2 separate regions of the Mus musculus genome follow, and region 2 is linked to region 1. Evidence: chromatin contacts called from public Hi-C data. All regions are on one chromosome and are shown on one strand. The core of a region is the stretch at or near the end of the contact, and the rest is flanking DNA. Distances in the headings are between cores, read along the strand shown. Region 1 has its middle 7.9 kb from the start of Gm39311. Region 2 has its middle 110 kb from the start of Gm39311.

Evidence for each region. A called contact is a pair of places that touch in the nucleus more often than the background predicts.
Region 2: a contact with region 1 is called in a Hi-C map of pancreatic cancer cells, with 2.3 times the contacts expected there. The contact joins two enhancer-like sites. A contact is called at or near these places in 2 of 484 Hi-C or Micro-C datasets (bone marrow-derived macrophages and pancreatic cancer cells), 1 of 115 datasets of contacts at active chromatin or transcription factors (pancreatic cancer cells) and 1 of 9 other capture datasets (embryonic stem cells).

What each region holds. Positions count from the first base shown.
Region 1 is chr9:23,570,841-23,575,841 of GRCm38.p6, reverse strand. No RefSeq gene overlaps it. Among named protein-coding and RNA genes, the nearest start is that of Gm39311, 7.9 kb to the left of the region's middle. Within about 2 kb of position 3,396, at least 5 of the 459 cell types and tissues checked have an H3K27ac peak or open chromatin away from gene starts, as enhancers often do. A contact at or near this core is called in pancreatic cancer cells, where this site is marked.
Region 2 is chr9:23,692,332-23,697,313 of GRCm38.p6, reverse strand. No RefSeq gene overlaps it. Among named protein-coding and RNA genes, the nearest start is that of Gm39311, 110 kb to the right of the region's middle. Within about 2 kb of position 2,598, at least 32 of the 459 cell types and tissues checked have an H3K27ac peak or open chromatin away from gene starts, as enhancers often do. A contact at or near this core is called in pancreatic cancer cells, where this site is marked.

The sequences.
Region 1 (5,001 bases), core at 2,147-4,646:
TAATTTTTTTTTTATTTGTTGGTCTTTTTGTTATTTTTTGGTTTTTTTATTATTATTATTATTACAAAGTGGGAAATGGCAATCCTTAGGCCATTTCCTCCAAATTCACCACAAATCTTACGATCAAAGTACTGTGTACAGACTTGATCAGAACGTGCAAGTTCAGTTGTCTTTTCCTTAGGGGTGTTTCTAGAATCACCTGCACAGAGTACCCTGGAATGTTTTCTCAGTGTCATGTCCTGAGTGTCACCCCATCTCTAACTGGACCAGACTAGGAGGGAGATGAGCCTGAGAAGCTTCACTAGTGTCCACTTCCCTGGAGCCTTCTACTGCACATTCAAGTATGAGACCAGCCACAAGTAGCCTCCCAACTGGATGGGCAGAAAGGAAACTAATGATGATGGAGACAACTTGGAAAAGTCTCACCAACAAAAGAGGGAATGGGAAGTCTTTCCTGCGTAGTGTCAAATATGAAGCTAAAGCTGAAGGGCTGGGCCATAACACTTTAAAGTTGGGAGGAATGCAACCAACAGAGAAAATTGGAGAAACCAAGGCTGAGATCTCAAGAAGGAATCTATCTCTGTTCCTGGCAAGGAAAAGGTCACACTCAGCAATAAAATCTTGTCATATCTTACACATGAGCCCTTTGTGTGCTGCCTTGGCATGTGTAGACAAGGAAAGCTCTTACTGTGCAGCATGCCATCCTGTGTGTGAATACTGTTATCACCCTTTCATACTGGCTCAGAAGAAATGCAAATACTAAACCTGACTCACTCCTGCCTCTCAAGTGAGCATGCTCAGCTCCATCCAGGAGTTATGTCAGGCCAACTTCAGATCTCCATCTTCATGACTTTTTGCACCAAGCTTCAGAGCTCTCAGATATAGATTGCATCAGTGAGCTAAGATGCCTCCAATCCAGGCCACTAAGTCAGAATCTTGAGGATGAGGCTTGGAAATCTACTTTTGGAAAATCAATATTTCAGATGAATCTTTCAAAGTCAACCTATGGAACCATGTTTGGAACCATTTAACTAGATTATCTGATAGAAACATATCTTCTCATTACTCCAAGACACCTAGAGGTTAAAGGGTAACATGACTGGGACTTGTGACCCTTTCTGAAGATCATAATGGTGGTTGGCACAGCTTAGGACCTTTGCTGTGTTCCAGATTTTTCCTGAAGTAGGAACCTTTACAAGATTTTCTTTTACAGAACTGGTGGAAAGAAATGATCACTCAGAACCATGACAGTTTCATTAGCAACCTTTTAAGGTTAATGGACAAATTTAAATTTCTATAATTACAAGAAATAGACAAAGTCAAAGAGGTTAGTTCAGTGTTAAATTCAAAACCTGCTCTTGGGGTGAGTCTTTATTAGGTGTACAGCATTGGCTGAGTCAGCAAACATCTGAGATGTTTGGAATTCTCTCTGAACCATGCAAATTTAGTTGAGATGTTAATATGAGAGAACAAATAACACAGATAGATATTCTCTGTGCCTTAGCTGGATTCAAAGCTGAATTTCCTCAGAAGGTTGAAAGTAGGAAAAACATTGAGATTCCCTATGCCTACTGGCAAGATTCAAGCCGCTGAGCCTCAGAGACTCAGTCCTTCAGTTAGAAGGCATTGCCCTCCTTCGACATCAACAGTGAGGGCATGTCACTTGACATTGAGGAGTTTCCAAAAAGTTGCTACGTAGTGCGATATCTTAAGATCGAACATTTAAGCATGTGGACACTGATCTTTGAACATTTTAATGCTTCTCTTTGAGAACTAAGGTAGGCCCAGTGACCTGTGGGATATGGAACATCCATGAAAAATTGAAAACTGAACCTTTGTTATCCAAAGGATTCTGTCTATATTTACTCCTCTCAATTGGAGCCCCTCTGTTAGTGGGAGCCCATATTCTGACAGCATTCTTTGAAGGATACAGTTGGTCTTCCTTAGACTGGGGAGAAATTGGCTGAACAGGATGAAATGTGATAGCTATGAGAAAGCAGCTGTGTCCTCTCCAGGAAAATAACATCTCACTGATAAAAGTTCTTTTTCTTCATAACTGGCTTCCAGAAAGTCTACTTTTGACCCATGATATGCCTTGTTGGATGCATTCATTAGGGGCAAAAAGGAAAAAAAAAGTGGTGTGGTCAGGAGGAGCTGCTATCCGAGATGTTCTTAAGACTTAAGCTGCTCAGATGTCAATGTCTCTCACCTTCTGCATGGCTCAGGTGACTATGAACACACAGACAAATCTCTTCTCTAGACAGATGGCCCAGGACAGATAGGCCTTCGAGGAACATTTGGAAATGAGAAAGTCTTATCAGGCAACTTTGGAGTTTGGTTAAGATGGAATGAATCCCATCAGTTCTTGTGAAGCACGAGGGGAAGCTCACCTGCCTCTTGCCAAAAGACAAGAAACTCTGTCTCTTCTTTTTTAGGCTCTTCTGCTGTATGTGGAGTTTGCTGAGCTAGCTCATCCCTCTCCCTTCATCCCGAATTGCCTATATCCTGCCAGAATGACAGGGTGACGACAGATGCAGCACTTGTGACCCCACAGCACCTGCCCCAGTGCCTTCAGCTTCTCCTCTGAAGCTCTCCAGTGGGCTTCCCTTCTCAAGCAGGGTAGCTCTCTTGACCATATGTAGCTACAACACACATACAGAATTCTATTTTCTCATTCTCTGCTTCACTCTTCTACACAAATCATCACCGCAAACAGGCACTGGAGAGTGCAGCACTCCAATAAAGTGCTATTTCCAACCCACAGAAAGCTTTATTGCCTTAAAAAAAGCTAAAGTCCTAGCTCTGAGAATGGCATCATTCGAATGCTATGTGGTATAGGATATAGTGGAGGAAAAATGTAAAGACTGCTTAGGAGAGATTTGAGGAGCTCAATATTCACCCTACCAAGGAGAAATTGCATAGAGAAACTGGCTGAACTGCCTAAAGAATTGCCTCACACAATGCTAGCCGTAGAGTTAGAGGTAGGAGCCTGGATATGCAAGGCCAGCTCTGTGCAGTTGCTGAGCCACAAAAGATAATAGCATCCTGGGAAAGATGCTAAAGCTTGTATGAGAAGCTGCTCACTGCAGTACCCATTCTGTTCCTGGATAGAGAGCGTGCTTAGGAAAACATGACAATTGCTCCTGCAGTCATAACTGGTGAAAAAGAACAGTCTCTTAGCTTACTTTGACTAGGAGAAATATTCCTTCATCAGGTAGGAAACTCTGTGCTACATCTCCTACCTCAGTCTTCTGCCTGCTCACAAAGCTACCTAAACAGTATCTGTAGACAAAGCTCCTGTAAAATTTCCCCTTTCCTTGCCTCTGTGCCTGAGCTAGTTGACAATGATGCGATAATTACAAGTCCCAAGTGAACCTATCTCATCATCCTGACCAGAACAAACTGATAGGATGACTCGTTTAACCATGTTGAGCCTGTAAATAGAAATTCTCCAGGGTGGTTATGACTTAGTAGGTTTGACAAACTTAAAGGAGACATGCATCAAAACTAAAAAACACCCTGGGGAAACCAGGAACATGTGTTATCCAGACCTGCTGAAAAGCATTGCCTACCCCAAACCTTCCCACTGAGGCTCCTAGCCAGGGCTACTAGACATTAGACACTCAGGTTGATTCAAGACCAATGTGAGAATTGGCATGTGACTGGTAACTGAGGCTAAAGGACTCATCACCAGCTTCTCTTATGCCTGTGTCATCGTCTGGCATACTCCTTCCCTCTCCTGAACAAACAGCAGACCGCCTGGTTGAGAGGTATTCGCCACCTCTGTTTCTCTTCTCCATGACTCTTCTCCTTAAAATCTCCTGTAGCTCTGTGCACTGCTGTCTTGGGGTGTGTATAGAGCAGAGAACCTCAACTCATATGCATGAAAAATGTCAGCATTTTATTACTGAGACAAAACACCTGAGATAGCAACCTAGGTGGAGAAACATCCATTTTGCTTTTGTTCTCATGTGATTTCAGCCAATAGTTGCCTGACTCTGTTGCTGTGTACCTGGGGTACACAGACAATGTGTGGGAGCAAAACCACTCGTTCATAATTGCTGGAAAACAGAGCAACAGCAAGGAATGTCCAGTGTCCAAGGACACAGCCCTGACAGACACACCAGTGACCTGCTTTCTCCATCCAGGCTCCAGCTTTTACAGACCTTGTTCACACAGATTCAATGGATTAATACTCTGATAAGGCAAAACAAATAAAATCAGCCAGGATCCAATTATTTCCCAAAGCAAAGCCCATCAGCTAACAACCAAGTTTTTTATCACATGAGCTCTCTTGGAGACATTTTATATCCAAACTATAACATGAAACAAGACACTAGAAAAATCATCCCTAGAACAATATCTAGGTAGGCTATGTTCACGTGGCAAAGACAGGGGCTTTAAAAGTTTCTGATAGAATCAAAAAATACACTGAGCCGTGGCCAATCTGCAGACAGACTTGCATTTAGATGATTTGAGAGAGAGGTAAATCCTGAAAGATACAGAGAACAGATCCAAACCGCAGTACATACAGTGTAAGTAAGCCCCAAGAAAGGCAATAGAGGAGATACAGCAGGACTAATCCGTGAGGAGATGACAAAGAAATCTTCCTCAAGCCTCCAAGATTAAAAGTGCCATATTCCTGCTTAAGATTCTGCAATCTAAGCAGCCCAAGAAATAGTGGGAACTGAACAGTGTGCCCCAGTTACCTAAGGGCTGTGAGAACTGAGTGGTCCTGGAAGACCTAGGCTGCCCTGAGCACCAGCCTGTCTGGCATGCTTTTTGTTAGCTTAGGTGCAATTAGGAAACTTTGCTCCAAAAATTATCTATTAAATGACATAATACACAGGTTGTTTTTAATGGTGCAAAACAGTCATCAAGTATAAGCTGTCAAGTAACAAGGAGCACACTGTCTTCCTTGGTGTAGTTTTGATCCTGATCAGTCAAGTTAGAGTCTAGTTTGATATTTTCTTTCAAAACCTGGATTATTATGTGTTTAGA
Region 2 (4,982 bases), core at 1,349-3,848, 120 kb before region 1:
CTTCCAAGCTCCCCTCACTTCAGAGTCCCTTCATACTTTCTTGGTTTCTATGGTTACTCAATGTATGCTGTCTGATAGATCAAGATTGATGGAGGTGACTAGGACACACGAGCAGACAGGCACCTCCAGCATCAGATTGTCCTTTAATTAGAACAATGAAGAACACCAGTCTCTCCACAGGAGTGGAGACTTCCCACACGTGGTGCAGGGGAGTTTGTAAGGCAGAAAGGGGAGCTTTGAGAATGAACGATACCATCTGCACCTCCCCTGACATCCGAAAGTATAGACACCAGCAGAGGTTGGTATATTGATCTGATCAGACACTTTTGCACTTATTATCGTCAAGTGAAGTTTCCTGTTTGGAGTTTCTTGGCCCACCTGAGGCTTTTAGGTCCTGAGGCTTTAAAGCAAAGAACTACAGATGGGAGAGAGCATGTGGTGTTTGTCTTTCTGGGTCTGGATTACCTCACTCAATATCATATTTTCTAGGTCAATCCTTTTCTTTTTTCTTTTCTTTTCTTTTCTTTTCTCTTCTTTTCTTTTCTTTTCTCTTCTTTTCTTTGGTTTTTTTTTTGGGGGGGGGTGTTTGTTTGTTTTGTTTTTTGAGACAGGGTTTCTCTGTAAAGCCCTGGCTGTTCTGGAACTCACTTTGTAGACCAGGCTGGCTTCAAACTCAGAAATCTGCCTGCCTCTACCTCCCCCAAGTGCTGGGATTAAAGGAGTGTGCCACCACGCCCAGCAGTCAATCCATTTCTTTACAGAGAAATAATATGTCAAGGTGTATAACATATATATGTATTATTTATCTACTGAAGGACATTTAAATTGTTTTTATATCCTGGCTATTGAGAATAGGGTGGCAGTGAACATGGCTGAGCACATAACTTGAGTTTTTATATTTTGTCTCCAGATTGGTTTACTCTATTTGTAAGCATTTCCTTTGAGTTTTCTAAATGGTATACTGAGGTTTTCAATTCTATATTTATTTCAGCTGTGTTCTCTTCAATGTTCCTATTTGTTTATTACACTCAGTTTTAGAATCCTAAATTGTCTTCATTACTTCATTCAGATGTATATTTGTAGTTTTTTGGACATCACTCAATCATTTATTGTTATAATGTTGGGGTTAAATGAGGTAATAGCTCATGTCTTTTTAAATTTTTCTTGCATTACTTGAGAACACTTGTGAATGTTCTTTTAAATCCTATTTCCTGAGCTTCATCTAAGGTATTGATTTCAGCTCATTGATTGCTCCACTGTCATACACATAAGCCTTTGTTGCATGTGTCTGCTCCCATTTTAGTGGATGTACAATTAGCTCTATTCAACTCAGTTTGATTCTGTTAGTCCCACTTCAGGTGCCTACTGTGTTGCCTGATATTTTCTAGTGAATCAAGATAGTGTGCTGACAACAGACCATGGAAACAATCCCCCACAAGGCTGGTTCAGTGACCCACCAAGTTTGTTGGAGTTAGTCTAAGGAGCATGACTGAAAGGTTGCTTACACTTGACCATGGATGACTGAAGGCTCCCTGCATCTCTGAACAGGGTACCACAGCCTGGGTGAGAGCACACAGAAGCTACAAGCCTGCATTTCACTGTTCTATCTCACAGGCTGCTCAGCAACAGCTGACTTGGAATTTTCCTCTCCTAGTAATTCTGTATAACCTTGGTGTGGATCTTTTAAGTTTCAATAGTTCCTTGAACCTTGTAAATTTTGCTTATTTACTGTATCTTATCTATTAACTGTCTCCAAGCAGAAGTGAATAGCAATATAACAGTGAAGATTAATGCAACTGTTATCTATACTTCTATTAAGTTATTGCTGTATAAACAAAAATGATTTAACCATATAATAGAAGTAGACAATGAAAAAAGAATGAAAGTCTAACTCATGCTGTAGCATAGATAAGGCTTCGGAGCATTTTACTACATTATATATGTCAAATATCAAAAGGGCATGCATTATTTCATCTATACATAATATAGAAAGTAAAGGTAGCTTAGAGAGATTAAAAAGAGATTAGCATTGTCCTAGCATTGGGGGTTGTAAAAGGAAGCAAACTATGTCATATGTTAAAGGTGATGAGAATATCATGGCAAGTAATAGTGGTGATGCTTACAACTTTATGAATACGATAAAACAGTTGATATGTGTACTTTGTGTTTGATGGTATGTGAGTTATATATTATATGAACCATAACAGAGGTAAGGTAGAGAGGACATATCTGCAGAAGCACCTTCCATGTGGGTTAAGAGACAAATTCCAGGGCAAGGAATTTCCTTATACTTCAACCATGTCACAAGTAAAGTGACAGAATTGAAATGTGAGACTCCCTTTCTGAATTAATGTATTTTCACTAAATAATACAACCCAAGTTATCAACCAGGAATGAATCAAAAGGAGAAAATTGAGGAGGATCAGGAAAAGAAGAGATAAACAGAACCCTTGGGAAAATGAGGGGAATTTCCCAGAATCTACTTAAAGGGAGATGAAGCATAATGGTTTTATGGTTTTTCTTAGTCACAGCTGACCAATTGAGTCAAGTTCAGAGTGGGTGGATATTTAACCAAGGTTGGCATTTTCAGAGTGAGTGGAATAGTGTCTTGAGATTGTGTAAAAAGGCAGTTATTATGATGAATCATAGAATCTTAGAGAGATGACTACAGGAGCAAAGATGTGAGGAGGTTAATGGGCAGAAAATGTGGTGAGGTTAATGGGTTGTTGCTGGAAGGCTGAAAAATCACCGGAGTGGGAGTAGAAGGGAGACTGGGCTGGGAAGGTAGGAAGTGAGGATGGTCTGAAATTTGGATGCTGACATTTAGAGTCGGCAACTATTAGTAATGGCAATGGCTAGGTTTTATCTCAGAAGATGAATAGCTAATATACAGTGTAGCATAATGCGTTATATACAAGTAACTTGCAGGGACCAACACAGTACTATTAAATGCTTCTGCTAAAAATGATATGTGCTTGAGGTGAAAAATGGCCTTTTAGGTGTTGGTCCTTCTCTAAAAGGAGAAAGAGATGTTTACTACAAAATTCAGTAAATTGCTAAAGGTCCAAAGTCAAGGGGCTTGGGGAACATTAGTGAGATAGGTGAAGATACCCATGGAATCCATATTAAACCAGCCCTCACTTGTAAGATGAAATAGTCAAGTTCAGTAAGTGCCTGAGAGTCACAGACAAAGTGGGGAACTACCACTCTTTCTGGGAAGCAAGACCTAATTCTGTTATCCTTTCTGCCGCTGGGCACCACATGAGAACAAGCCTTGGAAGACAATCCAGGTCAGGGTGTGGGGCACTGGAACACATGTCCTCAGCATCATTTTGGTTTGATAATGAATTTTCAGAGTTAAATGGTTGGTATCACTGAAATGGTTTGATTTCTAAGATTCAGTGGATGAAATTGGAGAAGAATAACAGTATTCAGCTGAAGAGAGATTTATAGACCTAGTAGATTCTAAACATGGCATAGCTATCATAGCTAGTTTAACTTCAAGGATACCAGCTACTACCTCAGAAACTTCAAGGGAAAACAAGAGATTAATTTATTTCTGCATGTTGAAAATTAATGGAATAAAACTAAGAAAAAGTAAGAAGGTACAGTAAATAAAAACACATTTTGAAGAATTCTTATGACCAGTCATCCTAGAGTCATGAGTAGGTTTGCATTCATCTGGTCATGTGACCTGACACCATAACTAATTTTAGTTTTACCAGTCTGGGCTTGAATGCCAATTTTCTTATGTCAATAACACTGTTATTGTATTCAGGAGGCCGTACACTGTTAGCTACATGTCCAAAAGTTTAAAGATATGCTCTTATGTTTTAAACATTAGGTAGAAAAAGCAGTGTGTTCCATTATTCTGGGTTGTAAATGAGGCATATTATTGCTTTTCTAGCAAACTGAATGCTCTGCTTCTAAAGTGAAGTGTAATTATACTTCCCCAAGCAAAACACTGACTTGTTAGACCTTTATTTCTTTAGCCATCTGTCGTCTCTACAGCGGCTAGTTTGGAGCACGATAATCTCAGAAGGCAATAGGAGCTCCTTTGTACTATAATTGACTTCTTGTCTAGAGAGGTAAACATTGGCAAGGCTGTGGTGGGCTCAGCCTCCATGGAGGCAAGAAACGCAGCTAGACAGTAATCCAAATTCTTGTCTTTGATCCTTGTGTAATTAGAAAAAGAACTTCTATTATCATACATTCATTCTGGGAGATGCTGTTTTTAATGGTGCCTGGCATCCCTGGAGAGATTTTATGCTGATAAATCGTACACATTCCACACTGGCACTCCACTTGGCTTGGCTCTGAACCTACAAGCCAACGTTGAAATGAAGCCTTTATTGTTGCTTTCACAAGATTAAGAATGAGGTGGGGAATGAAACTTTTTGCCCAGCATAATGAACCACTATCTAGTCAAGTAGGGCTCACTCTAACAATTAGCCAAAGTGATGCTCATTTTCCATGGTCCGCTCGATAAAGCAAGCAAGCCTTTGCTAGAAATTGGCTCCACTGCTTTCCAGCCATTCTTGGAAAGGGTTGGCTTCTAAATATGCATTTGTGTTCAGTTAATAATGTATTGATCCCCTAAATGAAACCGTGTTTCCTAGTCTGTTGCCAAAGTAAGAGGAAACAATGCCTGCATTAGCAAATGGGGCCACGCCAATATCTCCAATCCAATAATAGGTCTTTGAAAATGAGCCTCTTTTAAAGAACTGAAATTTTTACATATATCTCAATTGTTGTCAAGGCCAGTGTTTTGCCAAGTTCTTGAATTAGCAATCACTTTATGAGGCAATTGATTTAAGACCATCATGCAAAATAATAAAAAAACAAGCACTATATGACATAATTTAAGACAGCTTTCGTTAGTCTTTCTTTCTCTACTTACACTCTACCCACTTCTTCTTAAGGACTTCTCATCCACTCCTTCTATATGGATGTTTATGGCTTCCTGGGCTGAGGAATTTTAC